6 separate regions of the Mus musculus genome follow, and all the other regions are linked to region 6. A link is a contact called in public promoter capture Hi-C data. All regions are on one chromosome and are shown on one strand. Each heading gives the region's core, a stretch centred on a gene start, on an enhancer-like site or on the middle of the called end of the contact. The rest is flanking DNA. Distances are from core to core; before and after follow the strand shown. Region 1 holds the start of Tlk1 (tousled-like kinase 1). Region 2 holds the start of Slc25a12 (solute carrier family 25 (mitochondrial carrier, Aralar), member 12). Region 3 holds the start of Hnrnpa3 (heterogeneous nuclear ribonucleoprotein A3). Region 4 holds the start of Nfe2l2 (nuclear factor, erythroid derived 2, like 2). Region 5 holds the start of Dcaf17 (DDB1 and CUL4 associated factor 17). Region 6 holds the start of Gpr155 (G protein-coupled receptor 155).

Region 1 (4,470 bases), core at 1,078-3,577, 2.6 Mb after region 6:
TAGCCTGGCATTCAAAGCAATCCGCTCGCCTTTACCATCCAAGTGGTGGGACTAAAGACTCGAGCCACCTTGCTTTTCTGCCTTGGGATTTATTTACAGTTTATGAGGAATGGAACTCTCAATGAAAGTCTTGGAAATGACAGGAGTCACCCAATGAGTCTAACCATCTTTGTTATAGATGGGAAAGTTGATTTTTTTAATAGTTATTGACATTAAACTCAGTTCTTTTAACTTCCTTCCTGTTCTGTGTCCTTTATGATACAGTGTGCAAACTAAGCTTACTCTTAAAAGAAAGAGGGGCTGGGGTAGAGGGTTTGCCTAGCAGGTATGAAGCACTAGGCTTGATCCCCAGTATATAGAAGACCAAGCAAGCAGAGTATATATATACATATCATATAAAGTCATAGATAAGCAACCAAGACATGGGTGTATGTCCATACAAAGGCTTGCACACGAGTGTTCATGGAAGTATTAAAGTAGAAAAGGGAGAATGCAAATGTCCATCACAGTTCAAGGGATAAGGCAGGATATATTCGTACAAGAAAATGTAACCATATGGCTATTAAAATAATTATGTTCAGGGAAACCACTTTATGTCCAGAAGAAAACACTGGACACTTCATCTAAAATTCAGGAAAATTCAAATTACTCCGTGGCATAGAAAGAAGATATATGGCTCTGAGGGGGATGGAAATGGGGCAGGTAGGAACCTCAAAGGGGTGGGGAGAAGGGAGTTGAGTGGGCAACAGATGTTTGCTACTGATTGTACAAGGGGCATCAGAGCTGTATACACCCTACAGTGTGAACTAAAGCCACACACTTTACAGTGAGTTCTATGTCAATAAAGTTGTTCAATTTGTGAGTTCTTAGGTTTCAAAAGCAGAATGTGACTGAAAACAAGAATCTGAAGCACAGGAACACCCCAGTGACTTCTGGCATAGCTGACAACCAAGGCTCTATTCTGGGAGTACAGTTTATCTGAAGAAAACATTACGATGAGAAATGCAAAGTCATAAAAATAAAAAATAGAAATGACATTTTGGTCCCCCTGGTAATCATGTCATTTCCTTATGCCTGCACAGTTGCTCTATAGCATAATCATTTTAGTGTTCTATTCAATTTGGTTTAAAGAGAGCAGTAACCTTGTCGTATTTTTCCTGGACTACCAGACTTGCTCTTTTATGAACAAGATGGCCAATCGCTGGTGTGTGTACGTGGGTGTGCAGAAAGCTATGCTCTATCTATAAATTTTAGCAAATGCTGTAATTTGTTTTGGGAATTCGTCGTCAATACTCAACAGCGGCACCAGAAACTGGAAATTTCTAGAAACTATACCTTCTTCAAGATGAACACTATAGTTTTTTTGTTTTTTGTGTTTTTTACTGTGAATTCAGTAGTCAACATTTTCTATTTAGATTTTCCACTTCTGTGAAAACAAAGAACAAACAGCTATACCACACACTCAGGCTACCCCACCGGTAGGGTTTCTCAATTCTTTTGGTAGATTGTTTTAAGGAAAGTTTTATTTTCTTAGGTTCTTTTTTTTTTAATTCCGTGACTACTCCTGTTTTGCAGATGGATAAGTGCACACTGCTCTTTCTTTCTTTTTCTTTCTTTCTTTCTTTCTTTCTTTCTTTCTTTCTTTCTTTCTTTCTTTCTTTCTTTCTTTCTTTCTTTCTTTCTTTCTTTCTCCTTCTTCTCCTTCTTCTCTTTCTTCTTTTTCTCCTGAAGGGCAAGAAGCAACTCTCAACTTTTCAGTTCCATTTTGAGACTCCGGAGCCAGGCGAGAGCAGAGGCGTCTCGGGCAGGCTGGGTGTGGGGCGCGCTTCGGAGCAGGCGCGCCGCGGCGAGGGGGAGGCAGGTGGCAGCGGGGGCGCGCCTCCCTCCGGCCGGCTCCGCGCACGCGACTCGCCGCTCCGCGCCGCGCCGCGGGCCCCGCGCCTCCCAGCGCGCTCGCGCCCTCCCCGCCCTCGCCCCGCCCGGGCAGGGCCCTCCCCCCTCCCCCCTGCCGGCCCCGCGGCCGCCGCCGCCGCCGCTGCTACCGGAGGCGCAGGAGCCTCGCGATAGTGTTTGCATTGGCGGCGCGTGACGCCGCCGCCGCCGCCGCCCGTAACTGATGCAGAGGTTACCCCGCCGCCTCAGCCGCCACCCACCGCCCGCCACCGCCCGGGCGACGCCGGGGCCCGACGCACTGCAGAGGTGCCGGCAGGTTCCGCCCGCGGAAGTGGCCTCGGTCGGCGCGGCCCGCGCTCCGCCCGCGCTCCGGCCCCGGCCCCGCGGCCCCGGCCACTCGCCTCCCCTCGGCGCTACCCTCCCCGCCCGCCCTCCGCCCGGCGCGCTCCCTCGGCGGCGCGGCGCTCCCCTCCCAGCCCTCGCGCCCGCGCTCGCCCTCAGCGCGGCCCCCGCCATGACGGAGGCGGGTGCCGGTGCCGCCGCCGTCGCAGGGGGGGAGTCGGGCTCCCAGAAAGTAGCTTGATGAGTGTCCAAAGTAGCAGTGGAAGTTTGGAGGGGCCGCCATCTTGGTCCCGGCTCTCCACGTCTCCAACCCCGGGCTCGGCGGCGGCGGCCAGGTCCCTGCTGAATCACACGCCGCCATCCGGGAGGCCCAGGGAAGGTAAGCGCCGCCGCGCCCTCCCGCGGGCTCCCTCGGCCCGCGCGGACCCCGGGCTGGGGTGGGGGGTGGCGGTTCGCGGGCGGGAGGCCTGCCCTGGCTCCCTGAGCCTCCTGGCCTCGGGGCTCGGGTGGGTTTGCCCTCGCGGTGCAGCCTCGGCGCGCGAGCCCCCTCCCCTAGCCCGCACTCCTCCCATAGAGGCGGTCCCCGCGCCGCAAGCCGGGCCGCCGGGACCGGTTAAGATGCCCCTCGCCCGCCTCCCGCATGCTCTGGGCTGCCTCGGATCCGAGTCGGATCCCCATCGCGGCCCCTAGAGCGATCCCAACGGCAGACCGACTCGTGGGCAAGGCTGCTCGTGCCACCCCCCCCCCCCCCCCAGATGGTTGCAACTTTCCTTCCTTCGCCATCGGCTCCTGCATGTTTGAACGTTATGCTCGTGGGTTGCAAGTACGCTCGTGTTCCTTTCTGCCCAAGGGTGGTGGGCTTTTTTTTTTTTTTTTTTGGTGGAAATTCCTGCTTGAAGGTTTCTGCAAAACACGCACTGAGATCGGTTACAATTGTTTTCTAAGTTTTCTGGCTCCTTGCATGCAAGTGTTCTGCCACCAGATGTAGCAGTCACACAGCTAGTAAGGCACCTAGTGCTTTTGACTAAAAAATGAACTTGCTGCCTTTAACTTTAAGTATACTCCATAAAATGGAATTCGGGAGAACACTCCTTTACCAGGGAAGAATAAATTTGCATCGGATCTCTTTTAACGCCCTTTTGTCTGGAAAATGCGAAGTCGTATTCGTTAGCAATCGGTAAATGGGCTGTTCGCTCCCGGTTGTCTCGCACAAGGAGATTATCAGCACCTTTAAAAAAAAGAAGAAAACGTTTGAAAGTCCAGCAGTCTAGTAAGCCTTGTAAAGAAATTCAGAGCTTCGGTTTATGAGTCGTTCGGATTATTGTATTTTGAAAATATGTCTATATTTATTATCCATAGCTTTGGTAATTGCTAATCAAATGTTTCTTGCCCGGATCCAGTGGTTGAGGCATAGCATTCTTTGTCATTTTGTTCCCGTGAGCATGTGTGAAAGTGACAATAGGCTCAAAGATTGACGTGAATATGCTCTAGAAAATTCATGGGAAGATTTGATTTATGGCATCCATTAAACATGCCGAATACGTTGACAGACATTTTCCCCTTTCATCTCACCCTGACACTGATTTTTCATTAAAAGAAATAAGAGCTTATTTATTGAATGACTTAAATTAATAATCTGAGTTTTTCCTTCTGTTCTTGAAAGTTTATGTACATGTATAAGCTTGAAAATTTGTAAGTTTAAAATTTAAAGTGTGTGTTGTAAATAGGGCAGTTGGTGCTTGTAGCTTGCTTGTTTCCACTTTGTAGTTTCATTACGATGTCTAATGGTAGTATGAGTTTTGAAAGATTATCGTGGTTTCTAGAGTACTATACCTTTGAAAAATAATTCCTCATTGATTTCTCAAGTGTTTATTGAGCCATTACTATGAGCCAGGACCCGTATGTGATAATCTGCTGAATACATGGTGTTGGTTTAACAGTTGACTTCTGTTATCAGTCCTGGGAATTTGGCAGGCACCAAATTCAGATGGAGTTTCTAAGGAAGGTCAGCCCTAGCTGACCGTCTTAGGTGTGCCGTTCTGCACCCTTCCTGATGATGAAATGTTCTGAATGGTTGGAATAACTTAATTCAAACTTCCAAATAACCAGAAATCCTGCTCCCCTCCCTCAGCAGCTTTTTTTTTTTTTTTTTTTTTTAAATGGGTTTTGTTTTTTGTTGTTAACCTAAAATAGTGAGTCTTAGTTAATACTTGAAATTCTGGGATATAGTCTTGT
Region 2 (4,086 bases), core at 253-2,752, 2.0 Mb after region 6:
TTAAGTAGATTTAATTTTAATACTATAATGACAAGAAATCTCATCACTTCCTTCCCTCTCACAAAACCCATGTCGAGTGCACTAATGATCAGTTTTAAACAAGTCAACCATGTTTCTTTTAAAAAGACTTATCCCCTTGCCTGGTCTCAAAGATATTGAAAAGTGAGCACACGAAGCCTATAACTGGTGGGTGGGAATAAAGGCAATATACTACTACAGGAGACATCATCAGCTTGTTACAAATTTTCTTGTAATAACCCAGGGATAATCAAATATTGCAACATTTAAGTATGATTGAGCCAAGGGTATGATATCTACAATATGTAGGATTGCTATTTAGTTTTATAACTTAAAATGGTCTATGATAATGGTGGCAAAGAAGGTCTTTGCAATAAATAACTACTTATACACATACTTCATATGCATATATGTGTATTTATATCCACACTTTACAAATAGGACCATGTCTAGCACATGGAGGATTTTAGTAAATATTTGGGTGAATATCAATATGAGAACTAATAGGATCTTTTCTCCCCTTCTTTTTTTTTTTTTAACAATTTTTAATTTTATTCACCTTAGTGCTTAGATGAAATGTGGAAAATAGGTGTTGATTATCTTTCTACCTTTAATGAGTTCTGAGGAGCCTCAGACTGAGCTATCACCTCGGATCCGCACCCCTCTTCCCCCTCCACACACCCCCCCCCCCCCGCCTCCCTCCCTTCCCCTTTCTTACTTCTCCTCTATTCCTTTCGTTTTTCTTTTCTTTGAAGACGCGTCTTATGCATCCAGGCTGGCCTCTAACTCTTATGCAGCCGAGGATGACATTCCGATTATCCTGCCTCCATTTCTCAAGCCTGGGGATTACAGTCGGATACTACTTCGCCAAGATAGAGTTTATGTGCTACTGGGCATAGAACCCGGGACTTCCAGCATGTTAGTTAGGCACTCCAGCAACTTAAGCTACTTGCCTGGCCCTCACATATCTTAATGGCAAGCCTCAGTTTTAGAGACATTAATTTAGCTTAAGGCAGGGCTGGGAATTCACAGAGGAATTGTTTCCTGTAGAAGAGAAAGTCAGCATAGCAAGTACCAGCTCCAAGATAAATAAAGTTGTTTTCTATATACATTGTACAAAGAATTTGGGTGGTTAAGAGAGTGAAGCGAATCTATTAATAAACCATTAGGGATATCCCAAGGAATGTTAATTCAGGAGCATATTTCTGAAGTTATGTTTACTTAGGTTTTCCCTTTAAAAAACCTAACTAATCATTTTCCTTATCAATATTTGTCACTGGTTGTCATAAACTCATTATTAATGGGACAAGCTCTCATATGCTTCCAACCTTGCTCAATACAGGCCCCAAGTGTTCCTTTAAGCCCCAAGAGGGAACCGACTTTGGCTGAAGCCGGTGCCCAAAGCCACACCCACTGCCAGGCCTTGGGACTTGGGGCTGGCCCAGAGGAGCCTCTGCTCACACTGCGCGTTGGAATCCGGCGACCGGAGCTCTGGTGTCCCCCGCAAGAGGTGCGACTGCCCCGCCGGCCCGCTGATGGATCAACCAAGGCCACTCGGTGCGCACCACCGACGCGCTCTAGCTCATTTGCATATAGACGGGCGCGGCGCTGCGACAGGAGGGAGCGCGGGCGCGGCCCCGGGCCGTGGCGCGCGCGCGCCCTGACAGCTCGGCCCAGCTCGCTCACTCGCTCGTTCCCGGCTTCCGAGCACAGCATGGCGGTCAAGGTGACTCCAACTCTCTGCTGCTGCTTTTATTGCATAAGAGACGTTCCAAGGGCCCCGAGTGCAGCCCCCCGCCTCTTTCCGTTGCTTTCTTTGCCTGGTTCTTAGCCAGTGCGTCCCGGGGCTCTAGATTGCGGGTGGAGAGCTGTGCTGGGCTTGGACCGGAGCGAAGAGGATGCCCGGCTGGGGGAGGGGAAGGAGGAGGGATCGTGAGTTGGAGGGGCTCCTGAGGACCATGGTCGGGAGGAGGAAAAGAGTAGTGTTTTGTCCTAGGTACATGGGATTGCGAGCACAGAGTTGGAGAGCATCAGAGAGGGACTGAGAGTCAGCGGGCAGGAGAACCGGGGATACCCAGGGCATCCGCGGTGGGGGAGGGGGTGGGTGTTGTCATTTGGGGCCACAATACAGCCCAGGGCACTGGTTGACATTTGCCTGGCAGGTTGTCAGATGTCGAAAGTATCCGTATTGTGGCAGCTCTCAAGGTTTAGGTCAGATGGAGAAAGGGTCGCCAAGATGACGATGTACTGTTTCTGCTTTCCACAAGAAAGGCTGCTAGGCCCGGCTATTAATTTGGCTGTTTTACATCTCCTGTTGCTCCTCTCTTGAGGCTCTCAGGATTTGTAGCTTGGTGGTTGCTACTGTATTGCTAGTAGTTGTGGAATAAAGTAAACGATTACATTGGTTTCCCTTTCCAGTTCACAGGAAGTGCCGTCTGTAATTTGCTCTATCTTGCACTATTCACACCCTTTTCTCCCACCCCTTAGCCGTAGATCTCCGGTTTGACAGGTGTTATCAGCAATTAAGCTTTGGGTTTGTTTTTAGACTAAATGACCTTATGAAAGATAAATGAGTTGTTAGCAGATGTAAACTATAATCTAAAGAGATTATGTGGTTTCTAGCTAAGCATTAACCAGTCATTCCCCCCCCCCCCTCAGGTGCATACAACCAAACGAGGTGATCCTCATGAGCTGAGAAACATATTCCTCCAGGTAAGTGAAAGAATTTTACATCAGGGAAAGAATGGGAAGAACATGATCGTTATTCCTCTTTAAGCTCTCTAACTTTGAGAAATGCTCTTCTCACAAACATGAGTGGAGGATGTCCTTTGTACTTGGTTTGTTTTGGTTTTTTTTTGAGACAGATTTTCCTTGTGTAGCTCTGGCTGTCCTGGAACTTGCTTTGTAGACCAGGCTGTCCTGGAACTCGGAGGATCTACCTGCCTCTGCCTCCTGAGGGCTGCGATTGGCTCTATACCCGGCCGTTTGTACTCTTAGTAAGAACGGATTGGAAAATTTTTCTTTCTATTGGGGATTGATATGAGGTTTTCCTGGAGTTGCTCTTTTTGTTTGCATGACTTAGGATGACTTATAAAATTTTCCTTCTCATAAATGTCTATGACATTTGTTGCACAGATAATTTATGACTATTGTAGTTGCGCTTTCTCCTCCCACTTATTGCAACCATAGATGGGGATGGGGGTAGGGGTTGGTACAACATGTTTGCTTTAGATTCTTTTGTAAGGAGGCTGGTAAGATGACTCAGTGGATAAAGGTGCTTTACCCAGAACCCATATAAATATCGAAGGAGAGAACTAACTATATAAAGTTGTCCTCTGACTTTCATATATCTGTGCATATGCACCAGTGCTCACACATCTGCTCCTTATAATAATAAATTATTTTTTAAAAAGGGGTGGGGAGAGATGGCTCTGCAGTTAAGAGCACTGTTCTAGAAGACCTGGGTTGGATTCCCAGCACCCATATGGCAGCACTCAGCCATCTGCAGTCCAATTCCAGGGAATCTGTCATCTACTTCTAGCCTCTGAGGACATCACATCACATGCATGTGGTGCATAAACATACACACGTTAAAAAAACGGAAGTCTTGCCGGGCGGTGGTGACACACGCCTTTAATCCCAGCACTTGGGAGGCAGAGGCAGGCGGATTTCTGAGTTCAAAGCCTGCCTGGTCTATACAGAGTGAGTTCCAGGACAGCCAGGGCTACACAGAGAAACCCTGTCTCGAAAATACCAAAAAAAAAAAAAAAACCCAAAACAAACAAACAAAAACAAAACAAAACCGGAAGTCTTGTAAGGATTGACCTTAAAATACCTTACTTATGTTAAGCTTTTAGAATCAGTCACCTGACTACGCCTAGTTTTTTGCCTTTGCTTTCTTAAATTCCTAAGGTATTTTACTAAAAGTTATGTTTTTCTTGGAAGAGCTGTTTTTTAGAATCTTGTATTCTGGCTGTGGAGTCTCTGTAGACTGTTAACCTCGGGCAGGCTCCTTCTGGGTATTATTTTCCACTGTAAAATGAAAGGTGACCTTCAAGGTTGCTTTCC
Region 3 (4,413 bases), core at 189-2,688, 2.3 Mb before region 6:
TACATCATATAGTTTCAAGTTATTTCGAATGCGATCCTTACATTCACAAGCGTGTAATTTGGATTTACAAGGTATAGCATATACCGCCTGACCAGAGGAATTAGAAACAAAACCGTAACTGAGAGACTTAGAAAATATCTAGCCTGTGGTTTTCTTTTTGAAGATTTTACTTTCGAGTGAACCGCTTTTAATGAACGCATTAAGACAATTCAACACAAGCCCTTAAAGGGGGCTCACTTTCTTCCATCTTCTGGAAATATTAGTTAGAACATTCAATATGCAGACAGCCACATACCAGAAACCCAACTACCCAAATTCACGTAAAACCCCTTTATTCAAGCCTCGCATAAATGAATTTGACAATACACAAAAAGCATCTCTATACACACAAAATTCTCGTAATCGTGGTATTTTCTAGTGTGGTCGCAGTTCTCTAAAACCAAAATCCAGGAAAACCAAAATCCGGGCCAATCCGAAGTATGAGAAATTAGATCAATAAAAATATTAAGCTCCAAGTAAACACATCTACACTCAAACCCCCGAAATGGTTAAGACTTCAACCACAGGACGCTGTAAATACTCTCATTCCAAATACTTGAGCACAAGCAGCGGGTTAGGAAGCACCTTAAAGCAGCAAGCTTTTCAGTAATGTATCCCCAAATGAGCGCTGAGAAAATCCGGCCCGAGTATTGCGCGGATTGTCATCACCCAGAAGGCCCGCCAAGGCCTAGATCCACGTCGGGAGCACCCCAGCGGAAAGCACCGCGCCCGGAGCCTGGAGGCCATCTGCGGCAGAAACGCCGGGCCGCCTCCCGCCGTCCCCTCCAATCCCCGCGCACTCCTTCTTGGCGGCGTAGCCAGGCGGCGGCCATTGCGGGCCACTGCGCCATTTCGTAACGCGGCGGCGGCGGATCAATGTCAATGCGGCCGCCGCCCGCCTGCTCGCTCGCCCGGATGTGCTCCTCCCCTCCCCCACCGCCTCCTCCCAACCGCTCCCGCGGAGGCCCGCCATGCCGCCCGCGGCCTCGCTAAGTCAGGCCGCGCAGCCCGAGGGCATCCTCGCCCGGCTGCCGAGCCACTCCCCGGCCCCGCCGCGTCTTCGAGGGCTGCCGGTGCGGCCGACCGAGAGGACCAGGCCGACGGAGGGCCCGGAGGAGGCCACCCGGCCCGCTCCCCTCCCCCTCCCACCGCCCTCAGCGCAAAGCGCGGGACGATCGTCCCGGTCTCCCCGGCCTCCCCACTCCCATCGAGCCAAAGCCCCCCCATGCCGGCAACTACCCAGCAACCCCCCGCTCTCCCCCTAATACCTCCTCCCCCCGGCGGCGGCGGCGACGGCCGGAGTCAGGCTGGGGGCGACCGGGCGGCGGTTTTACCTCCATTTTGAGACCGGACTCGCCTCTTCCAACTCGAGTTCAATATGGGACCGAGAGGAAGAGGCGGGGCCAGTCACCACGTGATGTGCTATCCGCGCGCCGCCCGCCCACTGGGGGCGGAGTCATGAGAAAGCGGAGCGCGACTGGTCCACCGCGTTGGCGGGCCGAGGGTGGAGAGCGGGGATTGGGCCGCCGGCGGGAGCGCGCGCGCCTCGCCAACTTCCAACGCAGCGCCGCCTTCGCCGCGGTTCGCGCCCGGCAGCGACGCTTACGTCAGCGGCAGCTCGACCAATGGCGAGAGCCCACGTCGGGAGAAAGCCGCGTGACCGCGCGTCAGCTTAGAGAAAGGCCTTTCCCTTTCTTCTGGCCCCTCTCGCCCCTCCCCCGCGCGCCTGCGGGTCTCCATTTCCGAGTTCACCTCCATTCCAGAGCCAAATGGAAAGTCACGCTTTTCTGACTTGAGACTTAAGGTTGTAAGAAAGCCAGTTGACCATCTTCGCCTCCCTCGCGGCTTTCTAAATGTCGAGAGCCCAGGTTTGGAAAAATGTGACTGCGCCGCCTTCCTGGGAGACCCACACTGCAAGTCGCAGTCGGGGCACGTCTCACGGACCGCAAAACGCGGCTGAGTTACTGCGGTTTTCACCTTAGCAGCTTGCACATTTACAAATTAAGACAGTCTGGGAGGAAGAAGCAGAGCCACTTGGGTATAGAATTGAGAGAATGGAACGATTTCCAACGTTTCCAAAAGGCTTCTGGCCATATAGGCCCTCTACCTGTTGGCTAGAGATTTGTTTCTTATTTAAAGTGGTCATCAGTTTCGAGTTTTAGTGTGCAGTATATGAACGAAATAAGTCGAATCGTTTATTTGCTTAGCAAAGGGATTTGGAACGATTTGGGTTTTTAATCAAATAAAAGCAAACATAGGATTAGGTAGTCTCGAAACACCCACTGTAACGAAGAATGATACCCCGGATTCTAATAGTATGTAAACGCAAACACTGTTTTTATTCTGTAGAAGTCCAGCATGCTGGGGTCTCCCGTTACCAAGATAGAGCCTGAAGTGAGCCCGCAGGACCAATTTAAAGCACCTTAGTGGAATCCTGGGGTAGGTGGGCTTTGTCTTACTCTGTCTCTAGGTATTCCAGAACCATACTAGGGTATGGTGCCTGGAAACTGGCTGAGGAATCTGGGGTGGGGGGTGGTAGGCTGTGTCTTATGCTATCTCGAAGGACATTCCATTACTGGGGCGTGGGGGCTGGCTGGGAACTGCTGACCCATTGTCCTTGTTTCAGGCCAGGTGGTGGGGCAGTTTCTAATTAGCTGCCTGAAGCCTGGGTTTTTAGACCTCGTCTCCTTAGCTGCTAATTTGAAGCCTGTCGTGGACTTAGCCTAGCCTTCTCACAATAACAACTGTAAATTAAAAGTCTACAGATTTGCTAGTCGTGGTATGTGTCACCTCTAGGCTACTCTGAAGGCAGAGGCCCATGCCTCTCTAGCTGGCTATGTGGAGTTTCAGGGAGCCAGTGCTATAGAGTGAGACCCTGTCTCAAAAGAAAAAAAAAATCTGCAGATCTCATTTAAATAAAGTTATTGAGGGTAAGAAAAAAAGCACAATTGACAAGCCTTCTTTTCCTGCAACAAATTGCATATTTTAACATTCTGCATAGCAAACTCCTTTGCAATTTATCTGTCTCTCCCAGTGAAAGATGAGAAATGGATTCAGATGGTGGCACACACCTTTAATCCCAGCAGTCAGACATGAGACCTAGGCCTGGATCCTCATCTCTGCAAACTGGGCAGGTGACACAGCTCCTAATCCCTCAAACCCACAGCATTTAGGGATTGGAGGTGGGAGATTGAAAAAACTCAGAGCAGCCAAGTGTGGTGTCTCAGGACTTTAATCACAGCAACCAGGAGGCAGATGCAGAAGGATCTCTGGGGGTACCAGGCCAGCCTGACCTACATCTAGCTCTAGGATACAGAGACCCTGTCTCAAAAGGGCTCAAGGACATTCACAGCTACAAAGTGGGGTATGAGGCCTCCCTGGGCTACATGATACCCTGATTCTAGTTTGCTTTATGTTGCTGGGTAATAAACGCCATGACCAAAACCAACTCAAAAGGGGAAAATGTTATACTTCCAGGTCATGGTTGTCATTGAAGGAAATGAGGGCAGGAAGTGAAGCAGAAACGATAACCAATCTTTGGCTGGTTTGTTCTCTGGCCCATGCTCAGATACCGATCTTTTTTGATCCTTGGTTTTTCAAGATGGTTTTTGAGAGACCAAATTTTGGGGTTTAGATTCCATCTTAGAAAACCTGACCTAGCTGGGCACTGGTGGCGCACGCCTTTAATCTCAGCACTTGGGAGGCAGAGGCAGAGGCAGGTAGATTTCTGAGTTCAAGGCCAGACTGGTTCACAGAGTGAGTTCCAGGACAGCCAGGGTTATACAGAGAAACCCTGTCTCAAACAAACAAACAAACAAACAAAACCTGACCTAAGTTTAAACTCAAGTAAACTAACAGGCCAGTACCTAGTTCCAGTTCCCAGGCTACCCCCAAACAAGACCTGCCTCTCCAGGTTATTCCCCAATAAGTCTACACCTCCAGGTTACAAGCCCTCCCCTGCCTAATAACCACCAATTAAAAAGAAAACAGAAGCCGGGCGTGGTGGTGCACGCCTTTAATCCCAGCACTCCGGAGGCAGAGGCAGGCGGATTTCTGAGTTCGAGGCCAGCCTGGTCTACAAAGTGAGTGCCAGGACAGCCAGGGCTACACAGAGAAACCCTGTCTCAAAAAAAAAAAAAAAAAAACAAAAAAAAACAAAAAGAAAACAGAAGTTAAGTTTATGGTTTGGCTCCTAGCACCAGCCAGTTTTGCTAAAGGCCACAGTATCAGCCCAATTAGATGCTTGCCAGGCTAGAAACAGTCACTGCTCGCTTGCCATTTTCTATATAAAACCTTCCCTTAATGAGTGTTGGGGGCTTTTCTTCACCAGAACTGTCCTGTGGGTCTGCAGTGTGTTAAGCCCCAAGCTTGAGT
Region 4 (4,095 bases), core at 1,469-3,968, 2.3 Mb before region 6:
AGCCACACCTGGATGCATCACTTTCAGATCAGGTGATCAGGGGATGATGACCCTGCTGCAGAAAAATGGACTGTCATCAAGGCCCGAGAAGATCCACTGAAGATAAGACTCCCGTGTGGCTGTCACATCATGTATTAGTTATAGACTAATAATGTTTTGTCTATGTTCCCTCCCTCTTTTATGGAGTATATGTCTAGACCCTCTTGCCTTAGATGTCTCACAGCTCTTGGCCACCACTTGTCAAGTGGGCATTCCTTTCTTCACCTCTGGGTTAAAACTCTTTGGTTTGCATGTGATCACATCCCTGCTTTTAGCTCTTTGGCGTATGTATCAAAGCCCCAACTTTTGTCTCTAGTATTCCTCAGATGTTTGTATGCGACAGTGTGGCATGGAGAGAGTACTTGTTTTTGCAAATCTCTCCAGCCCCCTGGAGCAGAAAAATGCAGTTCCTCCCCTTCTATCCCTCATAGAAAACTTAGGATTGTCAGCTGCCCTTCTAACAGTTGGCAGCCATTCTTCCGGCAACAGCTACAACAATGGCTTGGTGTCATTTACAAAAATGTAAGATGTCAGATAACCCAGGATTTATTTGCATTAGAAAAGTCTACTGTAAAATTAGAAGAACAGGTCGATTCATTAACCGAGGTACTCCAACAGCATGGTAGGGCACTTGATCTGCTTTATGCACAACACAGAGATTACTGTATGACCTTGGGGAAACGTGCTGCTTCTACGCAAACTACTAAGCAAACTATTCAGTTTGGTTTGGCATCACAGAGAGAGGGAAAAGGCCCTACAAGGAGGAAGTAAAAGCCTCCCATTTCCTTTCTCAGGTTCTTCCTGGCTAGTAACTCTGCTTTCAGTTGTCACAAGGCCCTTAGCTCTCCTGCCGACAGAGGTTGGCCCCTGCAGCATTAATACTATGAAATATTATGTTGTTGGCTAACTTTATGTTTAAAAGTTTAAATTTTCGGTGCTCCAGAGAACTATAAAGCAAAATTAGACCTCCAAATGTTAAGGGCCGTTAAGGGTTAAATTTTTTTTACTGCTGTTTCTGTTTTGCTGGAGAAGGAGATTCTGTTTGCATTCTGTTTGTGAGAGAACAAATGGCTGAGCATTGCATTCAGAAGTCCTGAGTCTCAGCTGGAGACCTAGCGCTAGGATCTGAGTAAGAGACCTTTCTTTGTCAGATTGTTGAATCTCTAACTGACCCCAGGCCCATAATAGGGTAGTGGTTTTTAAAATACATTTCAAGCCAGGCAGTGGTGGCGCAAACCTTTAGCCCCAGCACTTGGGAGGCAGAGGCAGGCAGATTTCTGAGTTCTAGGCCAGCCTGGTCTACAGAGTGAGTGTCAGGACAGCCAGGGCTACACAGAAAAACCCTGTCTTAAAAAACCAAAAAAAAAAAAAAAAATTCAAAAGAAGATATTTGTGTTCAAACATACTTAAAACAACAAAGAGAAAGATAAAAATACTCTGGGTTTTCAACTATTAACACATTAAAACATCCCTCGATTTTTTTTCTAAGCCCATATAACTATTTTAGAAATTGGATTTTTTTTCGGGGGCAGTTAAAGAAGTATGTTTGGGAATGAACGTTGTGAAAACAGTCACTACCACCACCACCACCACCAAACCCAAGTGGCAGAGTCTATGGTACAGTTCTCAGCCTGTGGAGAGCCACCCCAAGCATCTCAGATATTTTGCACATCCGATACTTACATTACAATTTATAGCAACAAAATTAGTTATGAAGTAGCAGCAAAAATACTTTTCTAGTTGGAGGTCACCACAACACGAACTATATTAAAGGGTCGCTGCATTACGACGGTTGAGAAACGCTGCTCTAAAAACAGCTTGAGAGGTGGGGCCTTATGAGATCATACCTCAAAATTCCCAAATAGAGTAAGTACGTGTAAAGGAACCCTGAGAGTCTTAGAATCCACTTCGGTGATTCTGTTAGAGCTGTGCCCGCTTGCTGGGCTCTGGGTGGATGAAGTGATACTGAGTGACCGCTTGGGCCCCGAGCCCAGGGCACGTGGGAGAAGTGGAGGGCCTTCGAGTAAGCGAGCACGAGTTTGCAGCGTGGACTCATCCATCTCCCTGGGGCAGAGGTGTTTGAGCACCAGCAACTGAATGGGACCTGGGGCCAGAGGGCAGTTGGCCTCTTGCAAAGTCCGGGTCCCAGCTCAGAGCCCTAACCCCGAAACTGGCGCCACAGTCAGCCGGTGGAGCGAGATAAAGCGGGCAAGGTTCTGCAGGTCCAAATCAGGGAGTGGCAGCTCCGATAGCAGCGCACGGGCCGGGGCTCCCGGTGTGCTTGCACCAACTGTTTAAACTGCTTCAAAGAGCCAGGGCTGGAGCGACCTTCGGCAAACAGCTGCTAATCTCTAGCAAGGGGGTGCTGTCCTACAGAGGACTGGGGGGGCCGAAGGCCTCCTGCTCGCGCTCCGCCCCCCGTGCGACTTCAGCCCACCTGACTCCGCCATGCCCCGGACAGCGAGAGGAGGATCAACAGTGGGGGGTCGAGGGGAACGCGGGAACTCCGGCCGGAAGCACTCAGGTCCATGCCCCGCCCTCGGGCTCTTGCTCCTTCCACTGGCCCCCGTCTTGTCCCCCCCTCCCCTTGCCCCGCCCTAGGCCTTTGCGGGGGGCCCTCGGGTCCTTGCCCTGCCCCTGTACGCGATTCCAAGCTCTTGCCCCGCCCCTTACCCCGCCTCCATGCCCTTGTCCTGCCTCTGGCCCTTGCCTCTTGCCCTAGCCTTTTCTCCGCCTCTAAGTTCTTGTCCCGTCCCTAGGTCCTTGTTCCGCCCCCAGGGGGCGGGGGCGGGGCGGACTAAGGCTGGCCTGCCACTCCAGCGAGCAGGCTATCTCCTAGTTCTCCGCTGCTCGGACTAGCCATTGCCGCCGCCTCACCTCTGCTGCAAGTAGCCTCGCCGTCGGGGAGCCCTACCACAGCGTCCGCCCTCAGCATGATGGACTTGGAGTTGCCACCGCCAGGACTACAGTCCCAGCAGGTGCTGCCCCAACCTTCGGGCCCCTGGGCTGTGCCAAGAAGCCGGCAGGAGCTCGAGGGGATAGTGGCTCCGGGAGGGAGGGACAGTCTGAGCCAGGACTACGACGGCAGGGCCTGGGAACTGCCCCGCCGAGCTGGGAGGGCAACGGAGGATGTTGGGGCCGCGACGAGAGTGGGGTCCGAGCCTGAGGTCTCCAGGGGCGGCGAGGTTGGGGTGTGGAGGAAGCTCTGACTTCGTGGGGCCAGGCAGAGACACCACCACCTCGCTGGGTGGGAGGCGCAGAGGCGGGAGGGGGGTGGATGCTGGCGGTCTAAACCGGCGCCGCCCGGCCTTTTCCGGGGCAGCGTAGTTTCCCTGATTCGGTGCCGGTAAAAATGTGCCTAGTCACGGGGCCGCGCTCGGGGGAGCTGAGGTCTCTCCTCGGCGTCCGCCCGAAGCCCTCCCCAACCCCCGTTCTACGACTTGGTGAGCTCGGCCGTCTACGGCCTCAGCCCGAGAGCTGGTCTGTAAGATCACGCCTGTCCGTCTTGATCCAGAAAAGCCCAGCCCTCCGGGGGCGGAGGAGAAAGTCACCGGGTGGCCCTCGTGCTCTGGCGCCCCGACGGGCGGCCTGCCGGCAGGGCTCCGCACGCTCCTTCAGCCTGGGAACCCGGGAATGGCCTCGCGCCGGGCGCAAGGACGTGCAGACCTGGGCGGCGGGCTCCGAGGTCCGAGTGGGCCCCATGCTGGGCTGTGTGTTCTGAGTATGGTGACCCGCGGGGCCCCACGTAGTGTGCGAGGCTGTGGCTTCTGGCTGGCTTACATCGGCCAGTTGGCAGTCACAGAGGCCCTCGGTTGGCCCTTTCCTGCTCTATAGCGTGCAAACCTCGCTGCTCTGGGGCCAAGGGACAAGTTGGAGCTGTTGATCAGTTGCGCAATTGTTATTTTCCCCTGGGCGGCTTTGTCTTTGGATTTAGCATTACAGAGTTGTAATACCAAAATGTATAAGGCAGGATATTCTGGTCCTTGCCGTCAAGGGTAAGAGTAATAGATTAGAATTTGTTGCTTTTTATACTGTTGCAGAAGTTTTGCTTTTAGA
Region 5 (4,487 bases), core at 1,671-4,170, 2.3 Mb after region 6:
CTACTGAGAAGAGAAACAATTTCCAGGATGACATTTTATTCACCTCTGGTATTCTCTCAGTAACTCAAAGGTTTAAATCAAACTGAATGTCACAGGAGTGAAAGCAATCTCATGTGACTCTAACTGTGGGTGCCACCCTCTGCAACAGAACGGTGAAGAACACCTGCATCATTTATCACTGCGACAGCAATCAATGGCATTTACTCTGACTGAACTTTTTAAAATCAAAATAACTGTCTCTGACTTGGGAAGGCAACACCCTGGGTATGAAACGGTGCCTAAGAGTCACTGTTAACACTGCAAGGCAGAGGATGGGCATCATGAGAATGGTGTAAGAGAATGTCCAGACTGCCACTGCTAGAATCAGAGGCTTATAGACACTGCCTTCTGGAAAATTGAAGAAATGAAAGGAAACCACTTAAAGCCTTTGGCTGTTTTCGTAAAAGCATAGGGAGAAGCATTTATTCCAGAAAATCTCCTGGAATTCAGTAAAGACAGTGGAAGCCCACAGTGTTTGATCCAGGCATGTTCCCCTGCATCCTTCTTCTAGCTCAACAAGATGCTATCACAGCTCTAAACTGTTATGACTGACTGAGTGCCAGGATCTGTCCCCTGCTGCTCTGACTTGGAAGGCAATCTCTGGAGAATGGGAAGGGTGACCCTGTTTTCATCCAGCCCAAGCCATGAGTTGTTGGGGCTGAGTCCTACCTTAGTATAGTTGAAAGTTGGGGCTCCCATGGAGACTCTACCTTGGGTATAACTACAGTGTAGAGTAACAGGGCCCTAACTACACTTTTCTTTGTAAGGTCCCGATTGGCCTTATCTTTCTTTCCTGGCCTGAGCATTCCCTCAGCTTCCTAAACTGCTCAGCTTTTTCTGTTAGGGGAGTCACTGCATTGACTCCCATGACCAGCTCCGTGGAGTCGACTTGAAGACTGCCTGGGAAAAGAAGCAGGCCATGAAACAGCCCCAAGTTCTTTCTAATAAAACTGACTTTACCTGCAACAGATGCAGAGAATTTCAAGTATGTGTGTACTCTGTCAATCACTGGAAGTTACATCCAAGGGCGAATCGAGGGACATGGGTAGATTCACCAGCACTAAAGGCTAATAAATTGTAGGTTGGGCGATTTGCCAAAGAACCAAAAAAAAAAAAAAAAAAAAAAGATACCTCCTGGAGTCAAGGCAAACCTCAAAAATCACTAGTCTCTCTGACTTCCAGTTTCTGATCCCACAAGAAAAGAACTTAGGCGTTATTAATCACTTCTGAGATAGTTCCAGCTGGTGCCCTGCAAGCATGAGGACCGGAATTTAGATCCCCAATACTCATGGTTTTCCTAGAGTTGTGGAGGTGGAGACAGGCAAATTCATAGCACTTGCTGACCAGGCTGTCTACAGGTATTCTAGCTTCCCAGTCCAGTGAAAGGAGAACCTATCTCAACAAGGTGATTTGCTCCGGAGGAACAACACCACTGAAGCTTGGCACACAGAAAAATGCCCATAATTCTTACAGATGCAAAGTGAAAGATAAAGAGCGGCAATTCCATAATCCCTTAATCCAGGTGACGGGCATGGAAGCATCAATTCACTGTGTCGTTCTCTTCAGTCTGACCTTGAATGGATGGAGGCTGGCTGTTAAATACTATTTATCTACAAATACTATACTTTTGTTTGAACATTTTTTTTCTCTTGGGAAAAAAAAAAAAGTACTTCTAAAACAAAATGCCTGTCTCCTAAGCAGCATCTAATTATTTCACAACCCATTTTCTGGACTCTGATCTTTAAATGGGTATAAAACAGCAAACTGTGCTGAGAAACGTATTATTTTGCCTGTGCTATAATTTTGTGTGAAATAAAAGTATTTACAAAGATGAAGTCCGAAACTTTAGACTTAACGAGTTTTTAAGATCACATGCATTTTCCACCTAGTTTTATTATGGACTCATTTTTTTTTTTTTTTTCATCTTCCAATTTCACTAAGTACTAAAGAAGCCACGTGGTTCTATAAAAACTAGGGTCAGGTGGATTATAGCAAAAAAAAAAAAAAATCATCACCAAGAATTTACCTGCTGACACAGCACCGGTAATTGTCAAAATATATTCTTCCTCTCTCATAGGCTATAGGTGACTTGGAATGAGTTGTCCAAACATTCTTAAATTTAGTACTCTCCTGAAAGACACAAAGAATTTCAGTTTAGGAAAGAACTCAGTCCCCTGCTATGGAACCATTTTCGGTGGGTAGTTGAAATCTACAGTTTTAAAGTACATTGTTTCTCCTTTTTTTTTTTTTTTTTTCTCCCTCTGCCCATAGATGTCGGTTTAGTTGGATGCCCAAGTTTTGAATCGATTGTTTGCAGGAAGGCAAAAGAAGCTTTTTAAAAACTACGCCAGGCGGCGGACCTGAGTACCTATTTTCTAATACCCTAATTGCGGGACACGGATGCCCCTCCCCACGTAAGACCCTCAAAGGGGTATCAGAGCGCGTAAAAAACTGCAGCCCGGCAGGAGGTTGGACCCCGGGCACCCCGACTTCGGCGGGCGTCACCTGGCACACCAGCGCCCGCAGGATGCCCAGGTTCGTCCTCTGCACCACGCCTGCGTCGCGTGCATAGAAGCCCAGAGCCCGGCGACTCAGCCTGCGGCACACATTGGCCTTCCGGGTCCGGCCCATGGAGACTAGGGGTCCGCAGGGCCCAGGAGGGGCGCGCCCCTCACTTCCGCGAGGGGTGGCAGCCGCCACCTGCGAACCTCAAAGGAAGGCTGACGCGGGACCCCGCGCTGGGGACTCGGGGCAGAGATCAAGAGGTAGCGACACACGGATTTGACGCAAAGGAACAGAATCAACGGCGCCTTCCTGGCCCTTCTTTCTGCTCTCGGGATTAACGCTGCACCTCGCGGCCCTCCGTATCCACTCCCTCTCCCGGAAATGTAGTCCCCTTGGCCTTTTCCGCCCCTATGGCTTCTTTTTCAGAACTACAATTCCCGTCAGGCAGAGCGAGGGCTGGCCTGGCCCCGCCCCACCCCTCCCTGCCCCTAGCCCGCCTCTCCTGGCCCTAATAGGCTGCGCCGTAGGGCTGCGCAGTGGGTCGGGTAGCCTTCCGGGCTGCACGCGGTAAACCTGGATAGCTTTGGTGGGTGCTGTGCAGCCACCTGGTGGTGTCGCTTCACCTGTGTGTCCCAGGAAGCAGTCCCTTTCTGCCCTGGTCGTGGGACGACTGCCAACCCCTCCTTTGGCCCTGCAAGGCTCTGGCCACGCGTCCAGAGGGGCGTTGTGGCCAGTGGGACCCTCCAAAGGTACGCCCCGTGGCTTTCCCTCAGCCGCACTTGGGACGTTGTGGATGAGGTTGACTTCAACATTTAGTTGTGTAACCACTATGCTTTTGTATGGTAATTAGTGGTGAAAGTTGCTGTTTTTCCCATCAAAGTAGGATTGAATTTCTCCTTCCCAAAGGCTCGTCCTTGTGTGGCCAGCGGGGACCCTGACTGGTTTTGTGGTAATTGCTGTGTTTTCTTCCTCCTTCCATTTTTCCCCCTTATAGGGAATAAAATATGAAATGTTTGCATTCTTATTGAACTGCCTAAGATAATCCAGGTTGACTTCTCTAAGTAAAAAATAACATTCTCTGTGAACTAGCTCAGCCTGCGTGTTCAAAATTACTAACATACTAAAAATTTCCGTAACTGTATACCAAATGCGACCCGTAACCTCATTGTAAACCCCTTTAGTGTGGTGTCTGCATCTCCCACATAGACTTAATAGACTTGGCATGCCACTCCGTGATCTTAAGTGCTTAAAGAAAAAGTCAGTAAGCACACCAGCTTTCTGATCGACAGAAGTACAGTACAGGATGGATGTGCTGGATCAAACGTTAGCCGTTTCATTTTGTTGTTTTAAATGGAAAACTCTTATACCCTTGATGCATTTCCTTCGGGGTCTGGCTTTTTTGTTTGTTTGTTTGGTTGTTTTGTTGGAGGTTTTTTTTTTCCCCCCCTGATATTTCATGACCTGCTTATAGCATACGGTGGAGTGAGTGCTTTGTATATTTTTAGAAAGCTCCACAATAGTTAATTTGGTCATTCATGAATGCAGCTGTCACTGAAATGCTGGAACCCAGAAAAATATAGCTGGATTTTCTTTGGCTGAAGCGAAATGCAAATCATTGCTGAATTGCACTCATCATTTCCTTTTTGTCTTTCTTGTCGCAGCTCTTGTCTTTCTGTGCTCTCCCACCATGGCTGAGCTTTGGTTTCTGTGCTTGTTTTTCACATGACTTCTAAGATGCCACTATGCTCCACTATTACCACAAAAACAGTAGCAAGTAGTGGGCATATTGTGATCATACCTTCCGCGCATTCACTTTAACATATTAAGTCCCAACAACTGGATGCAGACCACCCATTCAGACATGAGGGCCATGCCCCTCACTTGCTGCTCTACTGTAATGGCGCTGTCTTTCTTGGTTTGGACCAAAGTCCCCCCAGTTTCTC
Region 6 (4,797 bases), core at 639-3,138:
CTCTTTGTAGCCCCTTCCTCCTTTGTAAGCGCATTGAAATAGTTCTTCATTTCCAGATAGCAGAATTTCACAGCTGGGAAATCTATTAGAAGCTCTCTACCTGGCTTCTTTCTCCTTATTTTAGTGGATGAGAACAAACTTAATGTTCCCCACCTCCTCTTCTTTACCTCTCTCAGCTGTCCGGCTCTACAGTTCTTCTGTAACACCCCTCAAACTTACTCCATTTGTACTACCATTAGCCCAGAGTAGGTTATTTCCTTGTCTTGGCTAGTCCCAAAGTCACCATACTGTCCTTTCTGCCTTTCATCTCTCCACTTATCCTGGGAAGGCTTCCAGATCATAAGGCACAAAATCCACTGACATGTTCCAGTGTGGGGAAATTGTACCAATCTTACTGTGCTGTCAGAGGATAAACTAAGCTAAGCTAACACAAGGAACTCCTACAGGTTGGCCTTAACTTTCCTTTCTAGGCCTGTCTTTCAATAATCCTTTAAAAGTCAAAGTTCACTAAATATTTAGTTTGACTAATGTTCATAGTTTCAAGGCAGGAATCCATTTAGCCTTGAGATAACAGATGTATTGTTTTTTTTTTTTTTTTTTTTTTTGCAGTTAGGTTAATAGTTAAAAGTGAGAAAGACAAAAAATGAACCAAAAGGGAGTAAGCTACATTTTAAAAAATAGTTTCAATTCTGCTCACCTTTCCTTAGGCTTCATATCCTTAAGCCAGCTCTTGGCTTTTCTTTTCTTTTTTTTTCCCATTTTTTATTACATATTTTCTTTATTTACATTTCAAATTTTATCCCCTTTCCTCATTTTCCCTCGGAACCCCCTTCCCCCATCCCATCTCCCTTCCCGGCTTTTATTTTCTTAGTAAACCATATAGTAACTTAATTTAAAGGTGCAAATAGTACTGTACTTTGTACTAAAACTGCACAGATTAATAGGACATAGTAGTGGCCAGACAAAACAGTAAAATTTGCAAAGCAAGATTTCTTTTTAAGAAATACTTACAAAATCACTGAGATCAGGCTTTAAATTAGAAATATTTTTTGTTTCAGAAAATGTCTTCATTTTCACACGTTGACTTCGAGAAGCCCCAGTAGACTTCCGAGAATACTAGGAGATTCCTGTCTGTAAACTAAGAGCATACAGCCAGAGTTCCTCCACAACAGAAAAAGAAGCAGTCGCTGCTGGCAATGTATTCTAAATCAAGCACACAACTAAAGCTTATATTTTAATCTCTTTTGATTTAGGAAGGTCAAGATCATGCTAGCTTGGGAAAGGTAGAAGGCAGGGTTTGAACTCACATCCTTGCATTTATAACTCTATACTATGCAATGACGAGGCTAACCAGGAGAGGAATTGACAGGATTACTGGAAGCTGAGGTTAACCGAAATGATGACAGGCCTTCCTGAGTCTGAGCAGAGGCGGAGGAAACCAATACTGCCAATCCCCACCCGGCCGCCATCTTGTGGGAAGAGAAAAGCCGGAAGTACAGCTACGGGAGACCGGCGGCCAAGTGGCTTTGGCGGAGGCGAAGCATAAGGGCAGGGACTGGGCTGTGTGGCCTCGGGCACCGGGGGTGGAGCGGTGTCGCTTGTCCTTGGGGGCGGGGCCTAAAGGCGAGGTGGAGACCCGCATTCGGGCCTTCTGGCTAGGGGCGGGGCCTTGGGGTGGAGCCCCAGGGCGGAGTGCAGTGTAGCACTGGAGCTTAGGGGTGTGGCCTGACGGCGGGGTGGAGATTTGAAACGCGGACCTCCATGCTGGAGGCGGGGCCTTGGGCGGGGCGGGGCCATGTCCTGAGCTTGGGGGCGGGGCCTCACGGCAGAATGGAGACCGGCTTCTCTGACCTCCAGGCCAGGGGCGGAGCCTGAAGGCGGGGCGGAGGCGGGGAGGAGGCACCGGGCTGCAGACGCCTAAGGTAGCTGACAGGACCGCAGCGGCTCACCCCTCCCTTTCTCGGAACGTGGTTGGGCATCTGCCGCTGGCACACGCCGCTACAAGAGGGTTCGGGGCGGGAGATGACGGCGGTGTGCTCGCTGCTTGGCCCTCTGTGAGCATCGGCTTCCTTCTCCTTGCAGCCGGAGCTGCAGACCTAGCAGGTGAGATGAGCCCCAGTTGCGTTTGCAATGGCCCCTGCCCCTGGGGTCCGGACCAGTGGGCAGCGCCAGGCTGCCCTGGCGCCTCGGCTAGCTGCTGCGCCTGTCCGCCTCTGCTCCACAGAGCCTGCGCCTGAAACCTGCGGGAACACTGGAGATGGTCTGCTCACAAGGGACGACTTGTCCCCTCTGGTGCCAGAGCTGCGGTCCCCAGGGTGCGAAGCACCCCGTTGCACGTGTGCTCACATTGTCATCTCGGACTTTTTACTTTAGCCCAAGGTGGCCTTCGTGTCTGCCCCTCCTGAGCACCTCGGGATCTTTGCGCCAAATTTTCTCCCATACTTCTTTACGGAGCACCTGACGTTGTGACTCCCATGCCCTGGCTTTCCACTTCCACGGGTGTCAGCTGCCCTCGGTATCATCTATTTGGTCAGGGACTCTGCACTCCTTATCTTGGCGGGCCAAAGTCTGATCCTGCAGATTGACAAGGGAAAAGGCAGTGACTGGAGTGCCTGTTGATGTTGAAGAGTGCTTTTTATAGTGCTGCAAGGCATTAGGCTTTTCTCCTGTCTAAAGGATAGGAGTGTTTGAGAAGAGAACAGCCTCAGTTTAAAGCTTTTTCTTTCAAGTCAGTACTGCAGCACATTTGAACTTAATAGCATTTAACCTACAATTTCAGTGCTTTGGTCATGTTATCTAAGTCAGATGTAATGCGACTAGATGGTTTGTATACTTCGTTTTCTAGTGTCTGGCCCAGTGAATTGGCTTTTCCAGTGATAGGACAACTTGTTTGTTCTGCAACAAGTCTTGTTTTTGTAGTTTAAAGGACTGGATGACATTTTTAAAACTTCCTTTGTTGTGGTTCTTGTTAATCTTAAAATGTGCATAAGAAGCGGTTTTTCGTTTTGTTTTGTTTTCATGTTTAAAATGGTATGAGATAAAACTTCAGAGTTATTTTTAGTTTTTTTTTTTCTCCCTTCCTTATTTTGAGACAGCTGCTAATTTAAGTCCTGGCTGGCTTTTCTTTGTAGCTGGGCTTGAACCCATGGTCTTCCTGCCTCTGCCTCACTAGTGCTGTGATTACAGGTGTGTGACATTATGTCAGACTAGAAGTCATTTTAACTTTCATTTGCCTCGGGAACTGTTTATAACACTGGAAAAATTGAAAGGGGGAAAAGGACAGATTACTTTTAAAAAGTTTCATTTAATTTTCAGTTAATTGGAAGTTGAACCTGGAAGTTGTTAAACCTCTTGGCCATCACCTTCACTGTCAATAGCCACTTAAGATCAAACTCAATTCAACTCTTAATTGCTGGGTATGAAACAGAGGCTGGTAACTTCATAACACATTCTAAACTCGTAACTTTGTGGAATATCTAGTATGTCTACTATTGAGGATCTTTAATATTAGGCATGTTTGTATAGCTACTTGTGACAATGAATGCTGTTTACCTTGTTACCGTTTTAATCATTATCATTAGGTCTGCAGTCTCTCTACCCACCTCTCTTACCCACTTTGGTTTATTCTGTGTACGCTGTCTGTTTTTTGAGACATCGTCTCAATGCAGCCCCGGTTGCTTTTGAACTTGTATTGCTCCTATTTCTGTCTCTCAGGACTGGGTTCCTAGCATGGGGCACCATACTTGGCATTAGAACTATTGCTCCCATTTCATGAAGACCTCCTCTGTGATGAGCTGTGCACAGTACATCCTTTCCATATAGTGTTTCGCTAAGGAGTTTTCCCACTCGTTTCACAGTTAAGGAAACTGACTCAGGGAGGCAAAGTAATTGACCCAAAGAGTTGATAAATGCTAAGGTTCAAAGTCTACAACAGTTTTCATTATCTATTGTTAATTAAGATTGTTGTTTAAGCATGTGCGCTTGCGCGCGCTCTCTCTCTCTCCTCCCCTCACCCCCCACGGTTACATTGTTGTTCTTATGTTGTCCAAATATGGGATTGTGAGATATCCAAGCAAAGAAAAATAGGGATTGTGAGTTATTCAAGCAAAGAAATCTAGGGAACTTTGGAAAAGGCTGGACCAGTTTCTTACCCCCTTCCTTACTCCCTTTCTAAGGACACATTTCTTAAGGGCGCCAATGTTTTCATACTCAAGTCTGATTGTTGACCAGCAACTTCAAGGATGACTGTGTGCCAACCAGAACCTGCCTGTGTAATTCAGTGCTTATTTGGAAAGATCAAGTATGTGAATATTGTAGGATTTGTTTCTCTTGACCACTCCTGCCTAATCCTGGTAGAAAAAAGGAAATACTTGTCTTAATCCCAATTAAATATAAGGTTTTAAAAGGGTTTGGTTTCTAGAAAGCAACACAGGGAATATTCTCTTACAGAACCCTGTGTATTAGTTGCTCTTTGGTCTGCCACCCACGTCTTTTGAATGTGGTGTGGGTGTTTGAGAACTTAGCCCAAGCATTGTAAATGACACCAGATTTTTTTCTACCATCTTATATAAGGATACTTTAGATGGTAAACCTAGAACAAGGACTTAGAAATTGGCAATTACTGTCATATTCATTTCAAATTACTAATCAAAGCCAATTCACCTCAGGATTATCTAAAGTTTGTGTTCATTGTGTCTTTGGCAGCAAGAGGGGGGCAGTGTGACAGTTGCCACATTAGCACACAGAACTTGCTCTTCAAAATCTCATGAACAGCTTTAGAACGTCAGAATACAGTTT

What was found. Promoter capture Hi-C pulls out the DNA fragments that hold promoters and counts their contacts.
Region 1: a contact with region 6 is called in a promoter capture Hi-C map of pre-B cells, with 2.7 times the contacts expected there. The contact joins the promoter of Tlk1 here to the promoter of Gpr155 in region 6. A contact is called at or near these places in 2 of 39 promoter capture datasets (liver and pre-B cells) and 1 of 9 other capture datasets (liver).
Region 2: a promoter capture Hi-C map of pre-B cells shows a contact between it and region 6, with 2.3 times the contacts expected there. The contact joins the promoter of Slc25a12 here to the promoter of Gpr155 in region 6. A contact is called at or near these places in 3 of 39 promoter capture datasets (hippocampal neurons, liver and pre-B cells), 1 of 115 datasets of contacts at active chromatin or transcription factors (astrocytes) and 1 of 9 other capture datasets (adipose tissue).
Region 3: a promoter capture Hi-C map of pre-B cells shows a contact between it and region 6, with 10 times the contacts expected there. The contact joins the promoter of Hnrnpa3 here to the promoter of Gpr155 in region 6. A contact is called at or near these places in 4 of 39 promoter capture datasets (the C10 cell line, hippocampal neurons, liver and 1 more) and 1 of 9 other capture datasets (adipose tissue).
Region 4: a promoter capture Hi-C map of pre-B cells shows a contact between it and region 6, with 8 times the contacts expected there. The contact joins the promoter of Nfe2l2 here to the promoter of Gpr155 in region 6. A contact is called at or near these places in 5 of 39 promoter capture datasets (the C10 cell line, hippocampal neurons, liver and 1 more).
Region 5: a promoter capture Hi-C map of liver shows a contact between it and region 6, with 5 times the contacts expected there. The contact joins the promoter of Dcaf17 here to the promoter of Gpr155 in region 6. A contact is called at or near these places in 3 of 39 promoter capture datasets (liver and pre-B cells).

The regions. Positions count from the first base shown.
Region 1 is chr2:70,823,337-70,827,806 of GRCm38.p6, reverse strand. It overlaps Tlk1 (tousled-like kinase 1), which reads left to right and starts at 2,327. Exons shown (of 20, transcript NM_172664.3): 1 at 2,327-2,614. The coding sequence starts at 2,476.
Region 2 is chr2:71,365,171-71,369,256 of GRCm38.p6, reverse strand. Slc25a12 (solute carrier family 25 (mitochondrial carrier, Aralar), member 12) reads left to right here and starts at 1,502. Exons shown (of 18, transcript NM_172436.4): 1 at 1,502-1,744; 2 at 2,677-2,730. The coding sequence starts at 1,733.
Region 3 is chr2:75,656,284-75,660,696 of GRCm38.p6, reverse strand. Hnrnpa3 (heterogeneous nuclear ribonucleoprotein A3) reads right to left here and starts at 1,438. Exons shown (of 11, transcript NM_053263.1): 1 at 1,374-1,438. The coding sequence starts at 1,379. Gm39859 (predicted gene, 39859) reads left to right here and starts at 1,760. Exons shown (of 3, transcript NR_166143.1): 1 at 1,760-1,907; 2 at 2,389-2,478.
Region 4 is chr2:75,703,286-75,707,380 of GRCm38.p6, reverse strand. Nfe2l2 (nuclear factor, erythroid derived 2, like 2) reads left to right here and starts at 2,718. Exons shown (of 5, transcript NM_010902.4): 1 at 2,718-3,017. The coding sequence starts at 2,973. It overlaps E030042O20Rik (a long non-coding RNA gene), which reads right to left and starts at 496. Exons shown (of 2, transcript XR_003953858.1): 1 at 1-496.
Region 5 is chr2:71,054,177-71,058,663 of GRCm38.p6, reverse strand. Dcaf17 (DDB1 and CUL4 associated factor 17) reads right to left here and starts at 2,920. Exons shown (of 14, transcript NM_001165980.1): 1 at 2,545-2,920; 2 at 2,066-2,169. The coding sequence starts at 2,670. Mettl8 (methyltransferase like 8) reads left to right here and starts at 3,058. Exons shown (of 10, transcript NM_145524.3): 1 at 3,058-3,293.
Region 6 is chr2:73,383,571-73,388,367 of GRCm38.p6, reverse strand. It overlaps Gpr155 (G protein-coupled receptor 155), which reads left to right and starts at 1,888. Exons shown (of 17, transcript NM_001190297.2): 1 at 1,888-2,103. It overlaps Gm13707 (a long non-coding RNA gene), which reads right to left and starts at 1,518. Exons shown (of 9, transcript XR_866430.3): 1 at 1,012-1,518.